Regions from separate parts of the Mus musculus genome. Here regions 2 and 3 are each linked to region 1. Evidence: chromatin contacts called from public promoter capture Hi-C data. All regions are on one chromosome and are shown on one strand. The core of a region is the stretch at or near the end of the contact, and the rest is flanking DNA. Distances in the headings are between cores, read along the strand shown. Region 1 holds the start of Atl3 (atlastin GTPase 3). Region 2 has its middle 18 kb from the start of Slc3a2. Region 3 has its middle 24 kb from the start of Slc22a8.

Region 1 (5,114 bases), core at 1,194-3,693:
GCAACCGATGGGGAACAGACACAAGGTCCCATATCTCTGGGAGTCCTGTGGAGGAGGGAGAGGAAGGATCAGAGGAACCCAAGGAGTTAGGGACACCGCAGAGCCCAGAATCAACTGGCTAGGACTCGCTGGGGCTTGTAGAAATCAGGAAGCCTGCAGGGTCTGACTCAGATCCTCTACATACATGTTCTGGCTGAGGAGCTTGGTGTTCGTGGGGCAACTGGGGCTGTCTCTGACTCTTCTGCCTGCTTGTGGGGCCCTTTTCCTCCTACTGGGTTGCCCTGTTCCAGCCTTGATGCGATGATCCCGTGGTGCCTGGTCCTATTGTTGCTTCTTATGCCCTGTTTGATTGATGTCCCTGGGAAGCCTGTTCTTAGAGGGGATGTGGAGAGGGTTGGTTCTGGGGAAGAGAGGAGGGGAAAGATGGGGGCGTGGGGGAGCTGAGGGAGGAGAAATTGCAGTTGGATGTAATGTAGAATAAAAAATAAAAATTAAAAAACAATACTTTAGAAAAGGGGACTGGAGAATGCTAGGATGTGTGGGCGATTTTAAATTCTTACACAATAATATTTGCAGTTGTGACAAAGTCATTGCCCTTTGGCTCTCCTCTTTGAGCATGTAACAAAATGGGTTTGTGTCATGTCTTCTTGAACTAATCTCTTCCCCTAATGTTTACTTCTAGTTTCTTGCTGGACCAGGTTGGCCTATGCTGTGTTACTTTTTCTTGGGAGAGAGAAACAATGGCCTAGTCATTCTGGGGTAAGGGCACTGACAGACCAAAGAAAGAATTCTATCCAAGTTCAGCTTGGTGAACCATTGAGTTTATTGAGGCCACTTATAGGTACACGGGTGACTCAAAGGCAGTTACATCACCAGGAAGTCCCTTGGGCAGTTTATAGGCAACTATACAAATTAAAAATCTCACCTGGAGCGTGGGTGATTCACAAAGAACCTGCACTCCTGATGAGTTCCATGGGCAGCTTCAGTAATGGAAGAGTCCTTCTGGTCAATTTGCTCTTGGATATACACCTTCCTCCAATGAGTCTCCTGTGGCTGATTCAAGACAGCAATGGTCATGTCCACCTTAGAAGAAACAACTACACAATAGCCTAGAAGATCTAATTTGGTTTAAATCTAAAAGCTAGAAGAGAGTTTCCTAACAGTCTTGAGAGTTTGGGGGGTAAAGGGGCTCAAAGAGGGGTTAAAGAAGTGTAAACAGGATTTCTTTAGGTAGGCTACGAATAATTTTTACCTCATAACCTTTGGCATAATTGCTCAGGAAGTAAAGATAGCTGAAAGGCTTGGCAGGGTGTAGAGATAGAGGGAAGTTCAGGGTAGGCCGAAGGAATAAAGAAAACATTTGCTGAATGAACGAAACAATGGTGAGGAAAAATCAAGTCACTGGGGTGACACTACCTCCATCTATAGGATTTGTTAGAAAACAGTATTTAGTTGTGGCAAATTGTATTTTCACAATATGTCAAGTATGAATAAAAGCATTTCCCAACAACTTCCTTTTGTAAAGTAACTTTGAATCACGGTCCTAGAAGTCTAAAGTTTACAAAAGGTGGGTCATGGCTCAGAATAGTCTGAGGTCGCGCGAAAATGAGACAGAGACTCACTATGTAGTTCAGGAAGGTATTGAACACCTGATCCTCCTCTCCTGGTCTCCAGTACTGGGATTACCAGCGTGCCACCCGGAGCCTGACTTAGTAAGGTCTTACTTTAGCTTTTTGTTTGTTTGTTTTGTTTTGTTTTTTTGTTTTTCGAGACAGGGTTTCTCTGTGTATCCCTGGCTGTCCAGGAACTCACTTTGTAGACCAGGCTGGCCTCGAACTCAGAAATCCTCCTGCCTCTGCCTCCCAAGTGCTGGGATTAAAGGCGTGCGCCACCACGACCGGCGTTACTTTAGCTTTTAGTAAGCCTTGGTCAGATCAGAGATTAGGGGTGATGGTGATGATAATGAAGTCACGATGGTCTGTCCTTGTGAAGTCAAAGTCGAAGCGTTCGCGTCATCATGTTAATTCTTTCATACCACCACCTGTAGTCCTGGCCAGCGAGGAACACCAGAGCCCAGCACGCGGGCCGGGTGGGGGCTCCCGGCGGGAACCGGGTGGCCAAAGCCCGGCCCTGGTCCCCGGGTTAGGCGCCGGGCAGGGTCTTCCGAGAGCCCTCCTCATTTTTTTCCCTTTGCAAGGCCTAATGGGAGTTGTAGTTCAGCGGTAGGAAGACCCACTCGGCCCAGTCCTGTCCTCCGTTTCCTCTACGCCCCGGATGAGGGCGAACACCCGGGTCAGAGGGGCCGGGCCCAAGAAAACGCCGAACTACAATTCCCGATGGACCCGACATTCCAGTACGCAGTCACAGGTACCCGCGGCACGATCCCCGCTCCGGCGCACGCGCACCGAACGGTGGCGGGACTCGGCCGCGTGCGCTTTCCCGCCCTCGTCACGCCCTGCGCCATCGGCAGGGCTGTCTCCTGAGCTGTAGGCTTTCTCCGCGCGCCCCTCCTTCTCGGTTTCTCCCCAAGTCCAGGCTCCGCCTGTTTCCCTCCTCCAGGGCAGCCTCAACCCGCTCCTGTCTTCTCTGCCTCTGCTACTTCTGCTGAAGGAGGAGGCTCCATGTTGTCCCCTCAGCGAACTGCAGCGGTGGCATCGAGAGGAGCAGGTGAGGCGTCCAATTTTCCCGGGACCCGGTCCGTGGTTACCCACGCTGCCTCCCAGTGCTTCGGCTCCGAGGTGACAAGCCGTCCCTGCCGCCGCCTTTTTTGGTGTGGCGACGGGAGGCCGCACCGCCGGGTGTCTCGGCTCGGAATTCAGGGCCGGGGCTCCTGGAGCGGGGAACGTTCCCAGTCTCCGCCGGGAGCCCGCGGCCTCCTGCGGCCTGGTGTTCTGGCCCGTCGAGCTCCGCCCTGTGCTGGGCAGGGCGTGCCGGGCGGTGGCGCGCTCCGGGTCGGGAAGCGAGGTTGGCGGTCCGTCTTAACGGGCCGGGATCGGCGGAAGGCTTTATTGTTGAGCCTTAAAGTGCTGGAATGCTGCGGTGCAGCCTTGGAGTTGAAAGGTTTTATTTTAAACGAAAAGACCTTGAGATACTGACAAGTATTAGTAAAGTTCGTTTTCCACCCGCGCTTATCTCCATGTTTGGTGATAAAAGAATTGGCCTAAATTTGGTTGTTTTGTTTTGCAAGTTTTTTGTTTTGTTTTTTTTTTTTTTAAAGTAAGTTTGGTTCCTTTGGCTTTGCCGGAGACATAAAATGAGGTGGTAAAAGTACTAAATGAAAACCAAATAGTCCCTCCGTAAATTCATGGATGCAGTTTCGCCTGTCATTTTACCTGGCACTGTGCTTGTTTAATGGGTATGGCCCTGAAATGATTGCAAGTTTCAGTTGCGAAATCTAAAGGAAAAAAAAAAGAAGAGTCAACAGTAGTGTTTGAAGAATTTTTTAGCAAACCCCAGTCTTCAAATTTGAGTACGAAGTGGAATGTTTTGCAAAAGGTGAAGAAAAAAAAAAAAAAAAAAAAAAAAACCCCTAGCAGTCTAAAACGTCATGGTTCTCAGTTTTGTTTTGGAGAAGTGGAGTTAAGTAAAACCTACGTTAAGGATTTGTACTCTATGTCAGTATTCAGCTTACATACAAACTGCAACATCAAATGAGGGCTGTTTTGCTTCCTACGAAAACCAGCTTGTATTCTAGAAATTCCTGTGCAGCTTTTACATGCGTGAGGGGATGTATGGGTGAAAAACATTTTCACCTAGTGAAGCATAAGGCCAATACCAACATTGTTTTATTTTCGGTAGTTTACTGTCTTTTGTAATAGTCATAACCATAAGAAAAACAGTTGAGGGGTGGTGGTGGCGCACGCCTTTAATCCCTGCTCTTGGGAGGCAGAGACAGGTGGATTTCTCAGTTCAAAGCCAGCCTGGTCTACAGAGCGAGTTCCAGGACAGCCAAGGCTACACAGAAAAACCTTGTCTGGGTTCGGGGGAACAAAATGAACCAAACTAAATAACAAAACAAGTCACCCCCTGAAAACAAACAAACCCACAAACAATAACAAAACAAAACAGAAGAGGGAGGTGTGGTTGTATGCCATAATAATTTTCTTAGTGTTTAGTAAGGAAGAACAGTTTGGTTTGTGCTGCTAGGGATTGAATGCAGTTTTGTGCTTTTATAGCCCTTAACCCTAGTTTTTAGGGCTCCTCTCAACAGTGTTAAAAAAAAAAAAAAAAAAAAAAAAAAAAGTCATGGTTCTCACAGTGAGACCCTGTCTGGAAAAAAAAACTAAAAAAATAAAAACTGGATCTCACTGTGTAGCCATGGTTGGTCTGGAACTTCTTTTTTTTTTTTTTTTTTTTAAAGATTTATTTATTTATTTATTATATGGAAGTACATTATAGCTGTCTTCAGACACTCCAGAAGAGGGAGTCAGATCTCATTACGGATGGTTGTGAGCCACAATGTGGTTGCTGGGATTTGAACTCTGGACCTTCGGAAGAGCAGTCGGGTGCTCTTACCCACTGAGCCATCTCACCAGCCCCTGGAACTTCTTTTGAAGATGAACTTATGGAGATCTGACTACCTCTTCCTAGTTTTCAGATACCCACTATTCTTAGCACAACTTATAGATCCTGATTTTATTTATTCAGGGGCCAGGAAACAGTGAAAAAGAAAATCCTCATTTTGCATATTTATAATAAAATTTCTCCAATGGTAGGTGTATGCATTTGAATAATTTATTTGATAGAAAATAAACATTTGTTAGCTATTAGTATTTATGTTGAAATATTTTTTACAAATTAAAAATGTTTTTATTTAAATTTCTTTTGCTAGAGCATGCTAGATGTATCTCACAGCTAAAAGTATGTTATAAATAAAGTGATAGGCTTTACTCATATAGTAAGCAAGCAAAGGATTGGAGTAAGGGCATGGTTATCTGAAATGGTGAATCTAAGCTGAGTAAATATTGCCAATTAAGATATTCTTGTTTTTAAGCACCTTCCCTCTAAAAGAAACCTTTCTTTAAGCTCGATGAGGTGGCCCACATTTGTAATCCCAGTATTTGGGAGGTGAGACAGAATTGGCATGGATTTGGTGCCAGGCTAGACTACATAGT
Region 2 (5,114 bases), core at 1,129-3,628, 1.2 Mb after region 1:
GCACAGAGGGTTGATATCTGCCCAGCTTTAGTGATTTTAAATTTAAATCTAAAGGCTTCTGTGTCTTTTACCTGGGAACAATATGGGCTGAAGTGGGGTAGAAACCCCTAATAGATATTTAAAGACAACAAGTGGGTATAGCAACCCCCAGAACAATATTAACCACAACAGAGGGAGGTAGAGGAAAGAATAAAGGTCTGAAAGACTGACCTCAAGTAGGAAAGATGGGGATGAGAAAGGAGAGGTAGGGAAGCAAGCCCAGCCCATGTTACATGCCAACAGGGGTTAGAAAAAGTGTTAGATCCCTGGAACTGGAGTAATGAATGGTTGTGAGCCACCATACAGGTGCTTAGAACAGAACCCAGGTCCCCTGCAAGAGTCACAAGTGCTCTTAACTGATGAACCATGTCTCCAGCCCTTACATAAACATTTTTTTTTCTGCCTCACCCAAACATACAGGCCAAAAGGAAAACAAAAGTGCAAATCCAGCCTAGGTTATATAGCAAATCTAAGGTCAACCAGCCCGAGTCACAAGAGACCTTGTCTCAGAAATACAAGGGGATGGAAAGATGGCTCAGTGGTTAGGGCTATTTTGTAGAGCCGGGTGGTGGTGAGAGCCGGGTGGTGGTGATGGCGTGTCTTTAATCTCAGCACTCATGAGGCAGAAGTAGGTGGATCTCTGAGTTCAAGGCCAGCTTGGTTTACAAAGCAAGTTCAAGTACAGCTAGGGTTACACAGAGAAACCCTATCTCAAAAAATACTGTTTTATGGGCTGGAGAGATGGCTCAGTGATTAAGAGGTCCTGAATACAAATCCTAGCAACCACATGGTGGCTCACAACCACCTGTAACGAGATCTGACGCCCTCTTCTGGTGTGTCTGAAGACAGCTACAGTGTACTTACATATAATAAATAAATAAATCTTTTTTTTTTAAATACTGTTTTGTTGTTGTTCTTGCTGAAGAGCAGGGTTGGACCAGTGTTGGATTCCCAGAACCCACATGACTGTTTACAGAGTATATCTCCAGTTCCAGGGAACCTAATGTAACAGGTCTAACATCTTAGCACCACTCCAGCTGTGTTAGAAGCACCATTCTGGCTTTAGAACCCAGCATGGAGCGCCCCCATCCCCTCCCAAAACAGAAACAAAGACCCAATCCATCAAAGACCTACTTTCCATAGTTTCTGGATCCAGGAAAATTCCTAAAAATACTTAGTAACCTTGCTTTTTGGCTTTTGTAGTTTTGCTTCTCACTACCTGTTCTGGCTAACCAAAGTGTGTCAACCAGGATGTGGGGTTATGCATAAATGACCAGGAATTAAAGCTTGGGGCTACATGATTTAGCAAGTTCCCCATGCAGTCACCAGTCAAGTTTCTATTCAGCTTTAAGAGTGTCCATGTATTCTCTGATGGAATTACCAGGCAATTCTGGAGGCCCCAGAGATCCCCAGAAACTAAGATGTAGGGACACAGGGGCCTCAGATTCCCTTAGATTGATAAATGAACATTTTCTAGCAGGTGCACATCCTGAGAGGTTCCAAAGCCCCAGAAACTTCTTCAGACTCTGCTTCTGTCAACACAAAGGCTCCTGATGCCTCCAAGTTTCCTAAGTTGGAAACTATAGAAAGTTGCCCGGATCTATCCCCTCTGGGGGTGACTGTGTTTATGGTGCCTTCTGCTCAGGGTGATTAGGAAAGGCTGGATTCGGACATAATTCAAGTGTTCAGGGACCTGTGTGAGACATTATCAGATCTCCTGGTTTAAGTCTGTGCGGTGGACACCCTGGTTGCCTGTTTTGTTGTGTGTCTCTCTGTGTGTTTTTGTCAATTCAGCTGGCAGGAAGAAAGGAATCTTCAGAAGGAAGGGGAGTGAACAGTCCAAAGGCACTGCTGACGTGTATGTTAAATTATGCCAATGGAGGCTTTGTGAACAATGATTTTCAGTCTCCATCTCTCACCCAGGAAACTCCAGACCTTCTGGGAGGTAGGTTGGCCCTCTTTTGGAGCTGGGTAGCCCACTGACAGATCTCTGGATTCCCCAGGCAGTTCAGGACATCTGATATGTGATGACTGGAGACCCAGGCCACCCCATCCCATTTCTCCAGATGGAGCAATATCTTTCCCTAGTGTGAGACCCACACCCTGGTAGAGAAAACTGACCTTCCCCCTCCATATACTCCAGTATAGACCCTGGTCTTGCCGCAGGAGAAGGAAATAGTTCCCCGGGCTGTGTTGGGGTGGGGTGAGATAGTTCCCGGGCTGTGTTGGGGTGGGGTGAGGTAGTCCCTGGGCTGTGTTGTGGGTGGGGTGAGGTAGTCCCCAGGCTGTGTTGGGGGTGGGGTGAGGTAGTCCCTTTTACCTTGAGCCCCTCCCCTCCACCAGAGGGCGCCTCCCTCCTTTCACACTCTCCACTCGGACTGCTTCATCGCTTTCTGTATTGGTCCTTGTCCTTGCTCTGCTTCCTGGAACTACTCTGTTCAGCCTTGTCTCTACCCTGGGAGTGCATCCTCCAGTCCCAAGAATAAAACTGACATCATTCTCTCCTCTTGTCTCTCCATCCCAGAGCCCAAGTCCCTATGTGGAAGTGGGAAGGGGCCCAGCCTCTCACCTCGGGCCTCCCACCATCTATCTTCTGTGTGCTTATAAATGGAGGCAGACCTCATCTCCTTCCCAGAGGTTCGTCTCCTTCCCCTTACATAGTTTATGTCTCCTTCTCAACCCGTGATATGTATAGTTGGGAAACTCAGAGACCATCATTCTCTGAAAAACCTCAGGCTCTCATTAGCCTTCTTGAGACAATCTTTTACACCAACCTGGGATGACTGTCAACAGCTCCTAGCTACAAGTTGAAGGAAGAAATAACCAGCTTGAAAGTAAGAAAGCCATTCTTGGGCCTGGTGAGTGATAGCTGCTGGACAGAAGACGCAGATAAAGCAGATATCACACACACACACACACACACACACACACACACCACACACACCACAAAACCTGACTAGGACCCTAACCCTGACCAAGGTCAGGAGGCTCGGGGTCAGGAGCCCCTCTCTGGGCTCTGTTAGGATGATTGAAGGCAACTGCTAGAAAACATACCAGTCTGTCTTAGGTGAACAAGGTAATACAAGAGCCCCCAAGAATTGCCTGCTGGGTTCCTGGAGCGCCTCTGCAAGGCTTACTGGGTATTTGTCCTCATAGACCCAGATTCACAAAAAAAAAAAAAAAAAAAAAAAAAACAGCGAGCCATCAATATTAATTTTGTTATGCACTCAGCCCCAGATATTAAGAGCAGTCAGTGCACTTAACTGCTGAGCCATCTCTCCAGCCCCTTTAGTCCCCTTTCTTGATGGGCTGTGACTAATGCATACTGACTCTACACAGTGATGGCTTTGCTATTCTCCCAGTGAAGTACCTGAGTTCAAAGAAACTTCAGATGTTAGAGGGTTTGAGGATATGAATAGATCCCAATTATTGGAGGTTGCTCCAAAGGTTTACAGTAACCATGACTCTGAAGAAGCCAAGCAAAGCAAAGCAAAAGATTGACCTGAGCAGTATTGGCAGCACTGGGGGGACTAATAAAAGAGATGCCAGAGGGTGAAAGCCAAGAGGGAAAAGAGGAGGGAAGAACAATACCCTGCCCTATATCCAGGATTGGAAAGGGGGTCCTTTCCCAGGCACTGGGACCCTGGGAGAAGCCAGTGGCCGACCTATCCAAAGGAACTGACCCTGTTTCTGCCAGGTTGGCCAGCTTGTATGCATGCAGTTGTCACTACAGCCATGCCAGGAAAAGGAGCTGACAAATTGACTTTGGGCCAGGAATTGTGTAGCAGCTCTCCTGAGGGGGACCCCAGAGGGGTGGATGTCAAGCACGTCTCCTGAACCAGCCCCTCATCCCATTCTATAAAACTTCAGCCACCAACCCAGCCAACGTGCTGCCAGACAACAACCCGGCAGAGCCTCTCTACAACTGCCTGGAGGAGAATGATGGGATCCAATCCATCAGACTTGACCTACAGATGTCCCGCTACACTGATGTGGACAGTTTTGTTTAAGTTGAAATCAGGTATGCTAGAGCCACAGTTAATCACTAGGACAGGACAGTATGGGCCCAGACCCTCAGCCAAGGAATTTCAACACAAAGGGCTGAGTTTCTGGTGTTAACTCAGGTACTTCACTGGGAGAATAGCAAAGCCATCACTGTGTAGAGTCAGTATGCATTAGTCACAGCCCATCAAGAAAGGGGACTAAAGGGGCTGGAGAGATGGCTCAGCAGTTAAGTGCACTGACTGCTCTTCTGAAGGTCCTGAGTTCAAATCCCAGGAACCACATGGTAGCTCACAACCATCTGTAATGAAATCTGATGCCCTCTTCTGGTGTGTCTGAAGACTGCTACAGTGTACTTAGATATAATAATAAATAAAATCTTTAAAAAAGAAAAAAAGAAAGAAAGAAAAGAAAGAGGACTAAGGGGGCGGGGGGAGAACTGGAGAGATGGCTCAGCAATTAAGAGCACTGACTGCTCTTCCAAAGGTTCAAATCTCAGCAACCACATAGTGGCTCACAACCATCTGTAATGAGAGCTGACACCCTCTTGTGGTGTGTCTGAAGACAGCTAGAGTGTACTTACATATAATAATAAATAAATCTTTGGGCCAGAGAGAGTGGGGCCAGAGTGAGCAGGGCCATGAGGACAGAGTGAGTGGCGCTGGAGCGAGCAGAGGTCCTGAATTCAATTCCCAGCAACCACATGATGACTCACAGCCATCTGTACAGCTACAGTGCACTCATATACATAAAAATAAATAAATCTTTTTTTAAAAGGGGGAGGTGGGCAAAATGGCAATATGGCTGCCAAAAATGTAACCACTGTCCACTGCAAATGATATAAGGAAGGGGGTTCCCCAGACCCAAGGAAATGGGAGCAAACTTGGGAACCAGTAGGCTCTCTCTAGATCTTGGTTAGCTGTCTGAACCTGAATTCCTCCAGTGCTCAACCTGCACAAAACGGACAAAAGGGGAAGATATGAAACAGGAGGCAAGTGGGTGAGGTTCTTACTGGACAGAAGACACAGCCACCAAAGTCCATCAGGCCATCTGTCTGGGAACACTAAAACTGA
Region 3 (5,114 bases), core at 1,857-4,356, 1.1 Mb after region 1:
TTGTTCTTCTATAACGGATTTCTGGCCACAGAGGTGGGGGCTGCAGTTCTCAGCCTGTCTTGCAGAAAAGTGTGGCCTAAGGCTCTTCAGCAGCATTGTTTTCTGGACAGTGAGGTGTGAGTGTATGTATTCTGTGCAGTCTCCCCTCCTCTTCTCCTTTTGAGCCCCAGTGAAAACTTCTTAACCCAGTACATCAATTCAGTTTGTTCTTCTGTCATCTCTAGGATACTGCCTTCATCATTGTGGTCCAAAATGACTCACCCTTCAGCCTACACTCCACTGTTCTGAAAGAGAAGAGCAAATGCTCAGATTCCCAAACTTTTCTTTTAAGATGATTTTCTTTTTATTTTTAATCACTTGTATGTGTGGGGAGTGGGTGTGCCTGTGAGTGCGGTGCCTGCAGAAGCCAGAGAGGGACACCAGGTCCCCTAGAACTGGAGTTACAGGAATTGTGAGCTTCCTGATGTGGGTGCTAAAAACTGAACTTGGGTTCTCTGCAAAAGCAACAAGCCCTCTAACAGCTGAGCCACGTCTCCAGCCCCTAAACACTTTTATTTGCTTGGTTGTGTATGTGCACACATGACACATGCATACATATCTCAGAGCACATGTGGCGGTCAGAGGACCACGTGCAGGGCTCAAGAGATGGAACTCAACCCAGATTCCAAACTCTGAACACTGTTTTTGCTCATTATGTGACATCATCTTCTAGACAGAAAGTCATGTGTGAAGAGGGCCACCAGGGGTCAGCATGAGACAAGAACAATAGGAAGAGGCGAAATCTCAGTCTTTCCTCCTGGCAACATTTCCTTGGTGGGAAAAAAAAAAAAAAACCTGAAAGTCAATAAGAACAGAGTACTGAACAACCGAGTTTCCTTGTCTAAGTGTTGGCATACATCATTACATGTATTGTAAACATGGTTGTTGGTTGTAACAGTTTCACAAAGGCTAAGGGAAGTTCCAATTTGCTGTAAATAAGGCTGGCCCTGAACTCTTGCTACTCCTCGAGCACCTGCAAGAGCTGGAATCACAGGAGTCAGCCAGGTCATGTGGAGCTCAGATCAAACCCAAAGCCTCATGCACGGTACCCGCCCACGGCGCTACCTGCCCAGCCCTAGATTGCAAACCACCTGACTACCCACAGAGCACCGGCCAGGGATCTAGCTGACATTGAGATCCAGGCAAAGTCTTCGCCCTCAAAAAAGAATCGTTATAATCTAATGGGGGAGGGGGGAGGAGAGTGCAGGGAATGGCAGACAGTAACAAATAAATATATCAAAACACAGAGTAGAGCAAAGCTGAAGGGAGACAAATAAAAACAAAGTAAAACAGTGTGTGTGTGTGTGAGAGAGAGAGAGAGAGTGCCATAAGGAAGCCAGTATTCAGTACTAACTTCTGAAATAAAGATATATATCAGAACATGAAGGCTGGGTGATAAACAGGAGCCAGGTGGGATCCATTTCCAGTGCCAAGGAAAGTAATTGTGTTGTGTTTTGTTTTGCCGTGCAACAATGTCCTCTTACTATATACAGGGCAGTGACAATTGTTGTCTTAGTCTCTCCATACAGGCCAAAAATAATGCTCTGCTTAACATATTGGAACTTAAAACTGATTACTGCCTAATGAAGATTTAAAAATTATCATAAAACAAGTTTAGCCAGGGGCTGGGTCATCCTCAGGCCTCCAAGAACACAGACCTAAATGTGACCAGCTGGCCCCCAGTCTCCATTCACTGCCTGAGGTAAATGCTCAGATCAGTGGAACCTTCTGGACTCAAACCCATGGAATGTCCAACAAGATTTCCAGAAAAAGTCATTGCTACATCTTTCCGGGGTGTTACAGAAATGTGCTGGCACATACGTTAATAATTTAATAATACTAATTAATTTAATATTAAATTTAATATAACATTTAATAATTTAATAATAAGCACAGCTGTCATGGAGTTCATACCATGGTCATTCTCAATAATTTTAAAACATCTCACTGCCAGACAGTAGTGGCACATGCCTTTAGTCTCAGCACTTGAGAGGCAGAGGCAGACGGATCTCTATAAGTTCAAGGCCAGCCTGGTCTAGAAAGCAACTTCCAAGACAGCCAAGCCTACACAGGAGAGAGAGAGGCAGAAGTGGGCAGATCTCTATGTGTGTGAGGCCAACCTAATCCTCATAGCAGGTTTCAGGTGAGCCAGACCCTGTGTCAAAAAAAAACAAAACAAAACAAAACAAAACAAACAAACAAAAAAACAAAAAAAAATTTTTGTGTGTGCCAGGCAGTGGTGACCCACACCTTTAATCCCAGCACTTGGGAGGCAGAGGCAGGCAGATTTCTGAGTTCGAGGCCAGCCTGGTCTACAAAGTGAGTTCCAGGACAGCCAGGACTACACAGAGAAAAACCACCCTGTCTTGAAAAACCAAACAAAAAAAAAAAAAAGAAAAGAAAAGAAAAGAAAAAAAACAAAAAAAAATATTTTTGTGTGTCTATAATCCCCAAGGACTGGAGAGGCCGGGTAAAAGGATCACCAGTTTAAGAACAGCATGAGTTACGTAGTGAAAGTTAAAATACGGAGAGAGGAAAAAAGAAAGGGGAGGGAAGGGGAGAAAGAGGGAGAAGGAGAGGGAGATAGGGAAAGGGAGAGAGGGGAGAAGGAGAGAGGAGGAGGGGAAAAGAGGGGAGAGGGAGAGGGAGAGGGAGAGGGAGGAGAAACACGCGAAACAAGAATAGGAAGAAAAAAAAAAAAAAAATACTGATTCTCCCTGCAATATCCAGAAGAACCAACACCCCTCACATACCCAACCTAACCACAGCCCTTCATCTGAAAGGAAGGGTCCTTAGCAGTATCGGTAATACTGTAACAGACATTCAGGAAATACTATTTACAAAGGAGTCTTGTCCCACACATATAGCTTTTCCACTCTGCTGATCAAGCTCCCTGTATTTGTTGTCACCTGACTTTCTTCCCAGGTGCAGCTATCCCAGGGCTGCGACCCCTTCGGTTCATTTAATCAGTTAGAGAAGCCACAATTCCATACTTCCACACGATGTCACTGTCGAGCTAGTCTGGCGGGGCTGCGGGGGTGAAGGTGGGGGGCACCTAGCCGCTGCTGGGCACAAAATTTGCGCTCTGGCCCTCCTCAGCGTCCAGTACAATGCAAGAAGCTGTCCTCTCTCGCGCTCCCCTGAACCCTACACACCGATACAGAGATTGGGCAGAAGCGGGGACGAGGGGAGTGAGGCTGGCTGGCTATGCAGCCTCTTGAACTACTTGCTTCTCCTGAACTACCCAGAGAGTCAACCTCAGTCTGTTAATTCCTCGCCTCAACTTTTGTCCCAGAGGGAACACCTCCCATCTCTTTCTGAGGAAGGCTGACCTGCTGGTCGAAGGGTGGCCGGCCCTTCCCTGGAGACCACATTAGACACAGGGGCCCATGGGACCTTAGCGGGTCTTGAAGGAAACGTCATGCCATTTCTTTCTACAGAAAAGATGACACAAAAATATGCATCTCTGGAAGGTGCACACACCACTTACCGGGGAAATACAAGTTAAAGGGGCAATCTCCTGGCAACCCAGAAAGCCTCCTGCAAAAGTGGAAGGAAGGGAAATCCCAAATAACTACTAAAGCAGAATGTAACATTCAGCAAGCTACCAAGAGACTGCAAAGAGAAAAAAACTCTCCCCATTTATTGTAGCCAAGCAGAAAGTGCCCCCATTCGAAACACTGTAGATGGAAGGGTGGATGGGTGGATGATGGACAGATGGACAGATAACAAAGAAAACCCTGACTTCACAGAAAGTCTATCCAAGTCTGGTAATTGTACTGGCCACCTATGTTTAATGCCCTTATTCAGATGAAAACCCCCTTTTCCCTGTGAATAAGACCAAAAGTAGGTAGGAAGGTAATCTGGAGCAAGGCCCAACTGAGGTTAGGCTAGGACACTGGCAGAAACTGGGTCATAGGGCACTGAAGTCCTTGCTGGTTAAATTTCAAAGAGATGCTTCAGGAGGTCTTGTGAAAACACTTTAGGGGAGGAAAACTGGAAGAAGGACTTAGTTTGCTTCTGAAAGGATTTACAACCATTAGCAAGAGGCAGGTGAGTCTCTGAAATACCAGACTCTACTCTAAGAGGGAGCTGGGGAAAGCTTTTGGCTTCTTCTCAACAGAGACAACTAAACTGTTTTCTCTCCTTAAGTTGGTTTGGGACTGCCCCCACACAGCCTTCCCCTCCCCTTTCCTGGAGGACCAGGAGCATGAGAGGACAAAGGTGAACTCGGGAGGAACCACACCAACCATAGCACCACTGCTCCCTGGAAATCTGTCCCCGATTAAGCTAGGCCTTTGTCAAGCTGGCTGGAACATGCTGGAGGAGAAACAAATATTTAGATATTGGTCAAGAGTGGTTTCTGTTTTCACTCAGCTTTTTCTTAAAGTTTTCAAAAATACAGGAAAATTGAAAGAATGGTATAATGAATACCCCATCTAGTCACCACTTAGGCTTAAGACATGGACATTAGCAGTGTTCAGGCTCTGGAGTGCTCACCATTGCATTAAAGATCGTGAAGGAGAAGCCAGACAGGAAGGAATTGGAGGAGGAGAGGAAGGGTGGGAGTGATGTAGATATAAGTGCTGTGTGTGTGCGTGTGTGCATGTGTGTGTGTGTGTGTGTGTGTGTGTGTGTGCACGCATGCATGCGTGTATCAGTCTCCATGTGCATGTTGCCCCATGACATCCTCAGATATCAAATGGGTGTGCAACCTTTAGAGTGACATTTGCATAGACCCCCATTCAGCATATCTCCCCATATACTTTAAATTGCCTTTGAATTATATAATATAGTGTAAATACTATGTCAGGTTTTTTTTTTTTTTTTTTTTTTTTTTAGAGAGAGGGTCTCATTGCGTACTAGACTGAAACTCTAAAGGCATGCTCCACCATGGTCTATTTTTTTTTTAAGACAATGTCTCTATATGGCACTTGAAGTCCTATAACTCACTATGTAGAACAGGCTAGCTTCAAACTCATAGAGATCCTCCTGCCTCTGTACAACCACACCTGACTCAATGCAATTTGTTAAAATAGTTTTAAAATGAGGTTAGCACAGTGTTTCTCAACCTG

Evidence for each region. Promoter capture Hi-C pulls out the DNA fragments that hold promoters and counts their contacts.
Region 2: a contact with region 1 is called in a promoter capture Hi-C map of embryonic stem cells, with 5 times the contacts expected there. A contact is called at or near these places in 4 of 39 promoter capture datasets (the C10 cell line, cranial neural crest, embryonic stem cells and 1 more), 13 of 130 datasets of targeted methods (T-cell acute lymphoblastic leukemia, acute myeloid leukemia, astrocytes and 7 more) and 2 of 9 other capture datasets (embryonic stem cells and macrophages).
Region 3: a contact with region 1 is called in a promoter capture Hi-C map of hippocampal neurons, with 4 times the contacts expected there. A contact is called at or near these places in 2 of 39 promoter capture datasets (cranial neural crest and hippocampal neurons), 4 of 130 datasets of targeted methods (acute myeloid leukemia, astrocytes, large pre-B cells and 1 more) and 1 of 9 other capture datasets (embryonic stem cells).

Annotation. Positions count from the first base shown.
Region 1 is chr19:7,491,995-7,497,108 of GRCm38.p6, forward strand. Atl3 (atlastin GTPase 3) reads left to right here and starts at 2,444. Exons shown (of 13, transcript NM_146091.4): 1 at 2,444-2,667. The coding sequence starts at 2,622. Gm52401 (a long non-coding RNA gene) reads right to left here and starts at 1,800. Exons shown (of 2, transcript XR_003952920.1): 1 at 1,623-1,800; 2 at 800-1,053.
Region 2 is chr19:8,693,188-8,698,301 of GRCm38.p6, forward strand. No RefSeq gene overlaps it. Among named protein-coding and RNA genes, the nearest start is that of Slc3a2, 18 kb to the right of the region's middle.
Region 3 is chr19:8,566,590-8,571,703 of GRCm38.p6, forward strand. No RefSeq gene overlaps it. Among named protein-coding and RNA genes, the nearest start is that of Slc22a8, 24 kb to the right of the region's middle.